Regions from separate parts of the Hordeum vulgare genome. Here all the other regions are linked to region 2. The links are chromatin contacts, called in public Hi-C maps. All regions are on one chromosome and are shown on one strand. The core of a region is the stretch at or near the end of the contact, and the rest is flanking DNA. Distances in the headings are between cores, read along the strand shown.

What was found. Hi-C and Micro-C count contacts between places; a contact is called where the count stands out from the background.
Region 1: a contact with region 2 is called in a Hi-C map of seedling, with 5 times the contacts expected there. The contact joins the promoter of LOC123406175 here to the promoter of LOC123401461 in region 2. A contact is called at or near these places in 2 of 6 Hi-C or Micro-C datasets (leaf and seedling) and 1 of 1 datasets of contacts at active chromatin or transcription factors (embryo).
Region 3: a Hi-C map of leaf shows a contact between it and region 2, with 5 times the contacts expected there. The contact joins the promoter of LOC123406176 here to the promoter of LOC123401461 in region 2. A contact is called at or near these places in 1 of 6 Hi-C or Micro-C datasets (leaf) and 1 of 1 datasets of contacts at active chromatin or transcription factors (embryo).

What each region holds. Positions count from the first base shown.
Region 1 is chr6H:401,465,317-401,468,016 of MorexV3_pseudomolecules_assembly, reverse strand. LOC123406175 (mediator of RNA polymerase II transcription subunit 15a-like) reads left to right here and starts at 1,342. Exons shown (of 3, transcript XR_006612025.1): 1 at 1,342-1,836.
Region 2 is chr6H:401,657,396-401,660,095 of MorexV3_pseudomolecules_assembly, reverse strand. It overlaps LOC123401461 (ATP-dependent zinc metalloprotease FTSH 7, chloroplastic), which reads right to left and starts at 1,433. Exons shown (of 13, transcript XM_045095286.1): 1 at 412-1,433. The coding sequence starts at 1,254.
Region 3 is chr6H:401,508,316-401,511,015 of MorexV3_pseudomolecules_assembly, reverse strand. It overlaps LOC123406176 (embryogenesis-associated protein EMB8), which reads left to right and starts at 1,276. Exons shown (of 9, transcript XM_045099652.1): 1 at 1,276-1,783. The coding sequence starts at 1,358.

The sequences.
Region 1 (2,700 bases), core at 93-2,592, 190 kb after region 2:
TCCAGCTGCTCGCCGTCGACCAATTGATAGATGCCGACCGATTCATCATACATGTGCGTTGTGCTAGAAAAAAAAATCGTTCCTGTCAATGAGGTCTTGTGCTTGTGACGTTATCCAGTTTTATCTGTGGACAGAGTTGCTTAACGCCGGATCCTACACTCGATCAGTTGGACTATTAATCCGCTTATATAGGTAGTACAAGGGGCAAAGCGGCGAATGAGTCGCCCCGGACGCAGTGACCGCTGCTCGTGTAAGGTGTTCCTTTGCTCAAGAACAATGACGTCCCATCTGCAAATAACAACCTAGCTGACGTTTCTTTTTTGTCGATCCAACCCTGTTGTCAAGTTTTGGTAAGCGTTCGCTCGTGATCCGGTCGGCCAGGCAGGCTGAGTATATACGTTGAGTCATCGGGGCGCACCTATGTCAGTACAGTACGTAACGGGAGGCTCGATCCTTGTGGGCGCCTTCTGCAGGCAAAGCTACAGGTCCAAACCAAACCCTGTCTTAACTCGCTACAGTTAACTCCGTACTAGGGACCGTAAGAGCATCTAATGAGATTACCGTACATGCAAGCAAAACGAACGCAACCCCGTGTGTGATAAGCGTGCCAGACCGGACCTGCGGTTCGGATGGCTTGGGCGCCGACACGTCCGCGTCCTCCATAGCTCACGAGCAGCGATTAAGGATGAGCTGTCGCGGGATTTGACGTATGGTTAATGGCGACAGATATGGTGGCCGGGTCAAAGTCGATTGGGCCTGGAAGAGGGAGGGAGGGAGGGTGGGAGGCTCGCTCACACGCGCGACTTCGCCGACGCGTTGTGCGGCGGCTTTGGCATGCGTACGTGGCGGAGAGCGGTGGCGCGGCGGAGGGTCTACGTCCCGCGCGTGGTCCTCGTGCGGGTGGTGCGGCCGTCGATGCATCGGCGGCGCGGGGGACGGCCGCCAGGAGCCCTCGCGCTCCGGCGCGTGGCCGCGCGCCCGCCAACTACTTTAGGGTGCGTTTGGTTATGTTGCGTAGCTAGGTAATAGATCGGATAGCCCATCTAACCAGCTTACATTTTGCCAGCCTTGCCTCGTCAACCAGTTTGGTTGATTTGCTTTACCCACCTTTGTCAAACAAAAAAACCGTTCGCATGATTGAGTCACCGGTTTTCTCGCACGAGAAGTTTGCCGTCGAAGCGAGCCGATTTGGCTCTCCTGAGCTAGCAAGGATTTCCTAGCCCACCCAAGGTAGCTCGCCCACGAAAACTAGAATATTTTAACAGTTCCAAACACCTAGCCTTGCCCGGCAGGGCTATAACTAATTTTGCCAAGGATCCAAAAACCGCTCCCCCTCGCTAACGAGAAATGCTACTGTAACCCTCCCCTATGCTGGAACCGCTCCCGACGTCGCTCGGTGCCGCCCCCGCCCCTGCGCGCTCGCCGCCGCTCCCGACGTCGCTCGGTGCCGCCCCCGCCCCCGCCCCGCCCCACGCGCTCGCCGCCGGCCCCATCCCCTTCGAGATCCGACAAGGACCAACATGCACGAACCACCAACCATGGACGCAAGCTGGAGCGGCGGCGTTAACCTGAACGCCCCTCCGCCCGCCGGAGGCGACTGGCGCGCCGAGCTCCAGCCCGAGGCGCGCAGCAGGGTCGTCAACAAGATGTATGTAGGGACTCTCGCCGATCTACTCTGCTTTCCCCTTCATCTAATCCATATTCATTCGATCCTTCTTCCGCGTCTGCTTTCGGTCTCCCCAGGGAATTTCCCGCGTGTTTGCGGGTCGATTTCCTCGTCGATCCATCCGATAGAGCTTCGATCTAGCCATATATCCTCCTTAGCGGCAGCAAAAGGTCAACTTCCTACTGCACCTGCTCTGCTTTCAGTCCAGCCTAATAATTACAGTACTTCATTTAACTAGCATTGAGTTATGTCTGAACAATTTAGCGCAAGTTTACTCACCAAGAGGTGCAAATTTTTTCATTGCGCACAGCAATTCAGTAGCATGACACACATGTCACAGCTTTTGATCTCCTAGGGGAAACCATGCTACATTAGAATTAGTACTGTGTCGGGATACAATTTTGTTCTGAAACTAGAGTTCCTCGTACGCAGCATGCATGCTTCCCCAAGTGGATATATACTCCTCACACGATCACACGCCATGATCAAATCGATCCCCGCAGCACCTCCTTGGTCTTAGCAACGTCGAAAATTACGCCTTGCCCATAGGAATGGAGCGAGCATATGATTGATTGGGGATTGGAGATCTACCTCAACCGGCTGCTCTTCCCGCTCGTTCCACCTTACTCCACGCCGTTGAAAGCAATGCATGCCAACAAAGTTATTCACATTTTGCATCATACGCGCAAAATGGAATCTCTGAAGAAGCATCTGCCAGTTTTGGTGCCAGAGGGGCTGAACAAGCTTCAAATCATCGTTGTGCGATTCGAAGAGAAGATGTATGCTGCAGCGACCAGCCAGGTAATATAACCTATCTTGGTGGCAACTCGGGGCAGAGCACATTTTATTTATTTTTAGTTATGGAGGTCATACAAGGTTTATGGGTTAGAAATAGAGCATAACCGTTTCCAAATGTCGTACTCCCTCTGATCCAAATTATTTGTGGCAGTTGTGACAATTAATTTGGATCGCAGTAGATGTATTTTCGCCCCGAGTGGCCTCAGAGCCCTTACACACACTACATTCCAGAATAT
Region 2 (2,700 bases), core at 184-2,683:
TTAGCAACAAGTACTTTTGTTTGCTTGCCATAAAAAGCAACCGCTGGGAGAAGTGAGCAAATGTTCTGCTTTTGTTTCAAGAAGAACAAAAAAAAATGGATTCTAGTCTCTTGCGTGTTGACACATAACAAACACCGATCTTTCTTTCCTCCTTCATTGTAAGTACATCACATGTAGCTAGTTAGCGTATATAAAATCTAGATTGCTGAAACAAACCATACTAAGGGAAATAACATTACAAATTATTCCTCCTTTTCTAAACTAAACACAATCTCCGTCACCATATGTCATATTTCCCCTGTTCCCTATTGACATGTCACTAATGGTCTAAAATGCTATTACTGCAACAATTTTCAAACCAAAATAGTCAAGCATGTAAAACACAGAAAACTTTCAGCTGAAGTTCCTTACCAAGGCTGAATTGAGCATGCCACCGGACCTCCTATCTGGCGACCCAAACTCAACACTATTCTCCACCATCTTCTCATATGGAGTCTTAATGTCCACTGGGCGTGTCGTTGTGAAGACGATTCTCCTTGAAATGGCAGCATTATCAGCAACACCATCTGTTTGTGTTTGTGGCTGCTCCACCACACTGGCCTCAACCTCGGGACGGAGCCGGAACATAACGTGCACCCCATCCACCTCAACCTTTTTCACCTGGTCCTTATCAATGCTCGCCAGGAAGTCGCTGTAGGGGACGCTGATGTAAGTGGTCTGTGGCCTGGGCTCCGAGCCAGGCAACGTGATCTCCGGCCGCAGCATGCGGAGGGCGAATATGGCAAACCCGAGCTGTAGCAGGAGGAACCCCATCTCCCGGCCCTGCACTATGGGCTCCCAGAACCATCGGCCAACACCGCCGCCCTTGACCACCCGCCGGCGCCACTTGTTCTCCCCCCTCTTGGACGAAGAGGGCGGCGAGGGCGGCGTCGCGGCCGCGGTGGTGGTGCTCGTGCCCGCGCTATCACCTCCTTGCTCCGCCGCCGCGTCGCGGTCGCCGTCCCCGGTGGACGAGGCCTCTCCCGACCCGGAGGCGCCGTCGCCGTCGCGCTCGACGTTGGCGCGCGCCGCCGGCGGGCAGCGAATGCGGCGATGGATGAGGGCGAACCCAAGGCCCCGGGGCGGCACCGCGGATAGGCGGACCGACGCGGCGCTGCCTCTGTAAGCAGGTCGCCTGCGGAGGGGGCGGAGGAGCGACCGGGAGGGGGGCACGACGGGGAGCGAGACAAGGGTTTCGGCGGCGGCGGAGGCCATGGGAGAGGGAGGGGAGGCGCGCCCCGAACCCTAGATTCGCGACCGGGGGGACGGGGGCAGCCCGAGGACCTCGCGTGGAGGAATCGATGGGGGGAGGGGGCGGAGTGAGGCGGGGAGATGAGGAACAGACGAAGGCAGAGGACGAGACGAACCGAGACGGGGGAGGGAAGGGTGTCGCCCTTGGTTGGCTGCGCCTGCGTATCTCGCCGTCACGCCGGGCTGTTAATCCGGTTCGGGTAAAATACCTACGGTCACCGAGGGGTACGCGGCGCATTGCTCACTGACGCGTGGGCCCCGTTCATGGGCCGCGTTTCCTTGGGCCCGCTTTCAGTGGAAAGCTGCGGCGTTTCTTGGGTTTCTGTGGCTTATCCGTTCCGTGGAGATATGGCACGCGGCCGGCGGAGAGGGAGGGGGGTTAACGGGATAGCTCCTCCTTGTCAGTGGGAGCAGGGGGCGTGAGTCAGAAGGTGGGGTTACTCCAGATATTTGGCGCGTCGGATGGTGCAGGACGACGAGCTGCCCGTGTCCACATAAACGATGAACGACTGCCGAATTTGGGAGCATATCTTCTACGGCAGAGGAGGAAAAACAAATGGTTTGCTAATTTTGTGTCAAAATCCATTTTTTAGCCCACACTTATCTCCACTCGTGCAGAATAAAAAAATCAATATAAATGCTAAAAAATTCAAAAAAACGGTCGATAACTTTTATGTGTGAGGTCCGTTGTAATTTTTGAATCATTTGAACATCTAAACAGCTTTCGGTAAAAAAGATAAATTTAGAATCACTAAAAAAGTGTATTGTTCATGCATTATTTTGATTCGTTTTTTTTTGCCGAGAGTTGTTTAGATGTTTAAATGATATAAAAATTGGAATGGACCTCATGCATCAAAGTATCTATCAAGAAAAAAAATTAGAAATATTTTAATTTTTTTAGTACTTGATTTGATATATTTTTAACCGGGTGCGGATGTGTCTGAGCACCGAAACGCTGCACTCAATTTTGTATGGATTTTTTTAGCAAACATACACATTCTTTGTGAGTAAGATAAAGAAGTATTTTGTCTGTTTTAAAATAAATGTCTTAATTTTATAGTATTAACTTAAGTAAACAAATATTTAGATTGAGACACTTATTTCATAATGGAGGGGGTACTACTCCTATAACGGAATAACTGCAAACAAGTATAGTCAGTAAGCAAAATTGTAAAACGCTGGAAACATGTGTAAATAGTAACCGTGACTAAATTTACAATCTAATTATACTGGTTTTTTGGGCTTACTAGGTAAGTGCACGGGAGAGCATTAGGCCAACTCCACCGCACGATCCTAAACGGACGTCCGGTTTGGCCGGATTTTGTTCCTTTAAAACGGCAATGGGTTCGCCCACGTCCACCTCTGTCCGTTGGGTCGTGCGTGCGTCTACCGTGCGGCCGCACCCAAATC
Region 3 (2,700 bases), core at 27-2,526, 150 kb after region 2:
TGGTGTGGCTCGAGAGAAGCTGGATGATGGTGAAAGGACGGGCACCGACATGGACAAACCGCTTGTCCTCCTTGACGAAATCGATGGCATCAAACACCCTCTCGTCTTTCCCATCACTGATGCTGTGCTTCCAGATAGAAGCAAATTTACCAAAATCTAGAGTGTGGTAGACGCAGTCTGCCTGAACGGATGGGAACTTGGCGGCATCAACAACCAGGCACTTTTGATGACCGATGAAGATGGCATACCTGCCCATGGTCTCCACAGGCGCAAGGACTTGTTTCTCTGTTGGTTCGATGCCGAGAACCAGAACGCGTCGTTCTCCACCAAAGTTCAGTAGGAAACACCGGACGTCGCCGTGATCTGCAAGAGGGTCGACACAGAAAAACTTGACGGAATGCTCGCATCCGAGCTGCTCCTACGCACCAGAGGGCCCGCCGTTGTCGGATCTGTGCGGGGGCTTCGCCCGGAGCGGACGTCGCCGCGATCTGCAAGAGGGTCGACAGAGAAAAACTTGATGAAATGGTCGCATCTGAGCTGCTCCTACGCACCAAAGGGCCCGCCGTTGTCGGATCTGTGCGGGGGCTTCGCCCGGAGGACGCACACGGACGGCGACGAGGGAGGATGAGAAGGGGAGCATCCGCTGCGCAGGCGAGATGCGCCGGAGTGGTAGAGCTTGGTCATGGGAGGGGAGCGACTCTGCCCAGGGGCTTTTTTACAAAAACAACGAAACGTTTTTTCCACTTACTATAGGACCGCGGGTTGATTTCGAAGGAACAGAAGGACTTTTCTGTAAAAACGCCAGCGACGGACGGCAGAAGCGCTCCACGCTTTATTATTAGGGGAGATATACATGATACTGTTCATCAACCGAGGTCTTAAATTTGTCTTTTTCGTACACGTTGTAATTCATGGTATTTCATTGTAAATTTTTACACACACGTACTCCCTCTGTTCCTAAATATTTGTTGTTAGGGAAAACTAGACTAGTTCTCTCCAACAACAAATATTGTGGTACGGAGGGAGTACATTACATTCTTATGTACATGCATAGTTTTTTCAGGATTTTTTTAAACAGTAAAGTTTTAATTTTGAATTTTTTAAAAAATTCGGCATCCATGAAGGTCGGATCCAAAAGGCCTTACTCTTGCTACTAGGTGATCTTTGATGTTATTTTTGTGTTCTTTCTGCTGCCATGACTATTTTTTTGATTAAAAAAAAGGTAACTCCTCGATCCTCCTTTTCCCCACGTGTCAACGAGCCAACCACAATTCTTACTGGTTCCTGGGTTCCTAGCTGTCCAGACAAGCGAGAAGGCGTATTCCAAACCCGAGTGCACACTGCAGGCGCGAATCTGATGGCCGCGATACAAGCGCCATCCCCATTCGCCGGCACCGCCCGCCGCTACGCCCCTCGCCTCCGCTACCTACTCCTACCAACCACCATGTCGCTCTCCTCCTCCGTCGTCTCCTCCCGAAGCCGCGACCGGGACTGCGCCGACGGGGAGCAGCCTCTCCTCCCGCACTCGAGCCTCGAGATCGCCGGCGCGCGGCGCGGCCTCCTCGCGGGCTTCGAAAGCCTCCGCCGCCCGTACCGCGCCTTCCCCGTCTTCGCATCCAACCGCCACGTCGAGACCATCTTCGCGGCCTTCACGCGCTCGCTCCCCGCCGTGGCATTCCGGCGCGAGTGCCTGCGCACCCCGGACGACGGAGCCGTCGCCCTCGACTGGGTCTCCGGCGACGACCGCACGTTGCCCGGAGATGCACCTGTGCTAATCCTTCTGGTATGGCGTCGCTTTCCTTCTCCTAGTGTTGCAAAGAGGACACAAACAAAGCGTGACATTTTGTTTAGCGTCATGGATGCCACTGCCGGTGACATTTTGACTTTCGCCTTGTGGTCGAAAACCGTGTGTAATTTGCCTGTGTAGAAATGGGAGGATGTGATGCCAGTTTTGATTAGTTCGGGGATGATCTCTCATTTCTGTGTAGGAGGATTAATTGTGCGTTGAGTAGTGCACTCCTGAGATTTTACATCCGGAAGTTCAATTCGTAAATAGATTCATGTAGTCGGGTGAAGAGATCTTAGGTGAAATAGGGGTGTCTACCGGAGCACATGCAGAATGAAATATAGTTTGATTCCAACTGCATATGATATTCCAAGTAGTACCATGGCTAAACATTTATGCAGTGGGCATATATATACTTACAGAGATGACAGGTCAGGCAACAAATACCTGATGAACCATGCAACACATATGAATATCATGATTGCAAATGTTTGACCTTTGTTCCTCACAATGATCTAATCAGGGAAAAAACTCTTCACCTTGGAAATCTCTGCTGGATTTTTCATTTTTACTTCCTGCGTGCGAAGTTTCCCTGTATGTGTTGTGCCAGTTCTATTTCTTAATCTGCTAGTGACATTATTCATCATGGCCATATTAGTATGACATCATTAACTATTCAGGTGTTGGGCGGATTACAACAACAACAACAACAACAACAACAACAAAGCCTTTAGTCCCAAACAAGTTGGAGTAGGCTAGAGCTGAAACCCATAAGTGTTGGGCAGATTAAATGAGGAAAAATATTCCTGCATAACTTTCAACTGAAGAAAAGCAAAAGGATGCCATGGACATTATACGTTTGCAATTTTATTAAGCACTCGACCGAGTGCTCAGCGAAAGATCTGAAGAGCCAA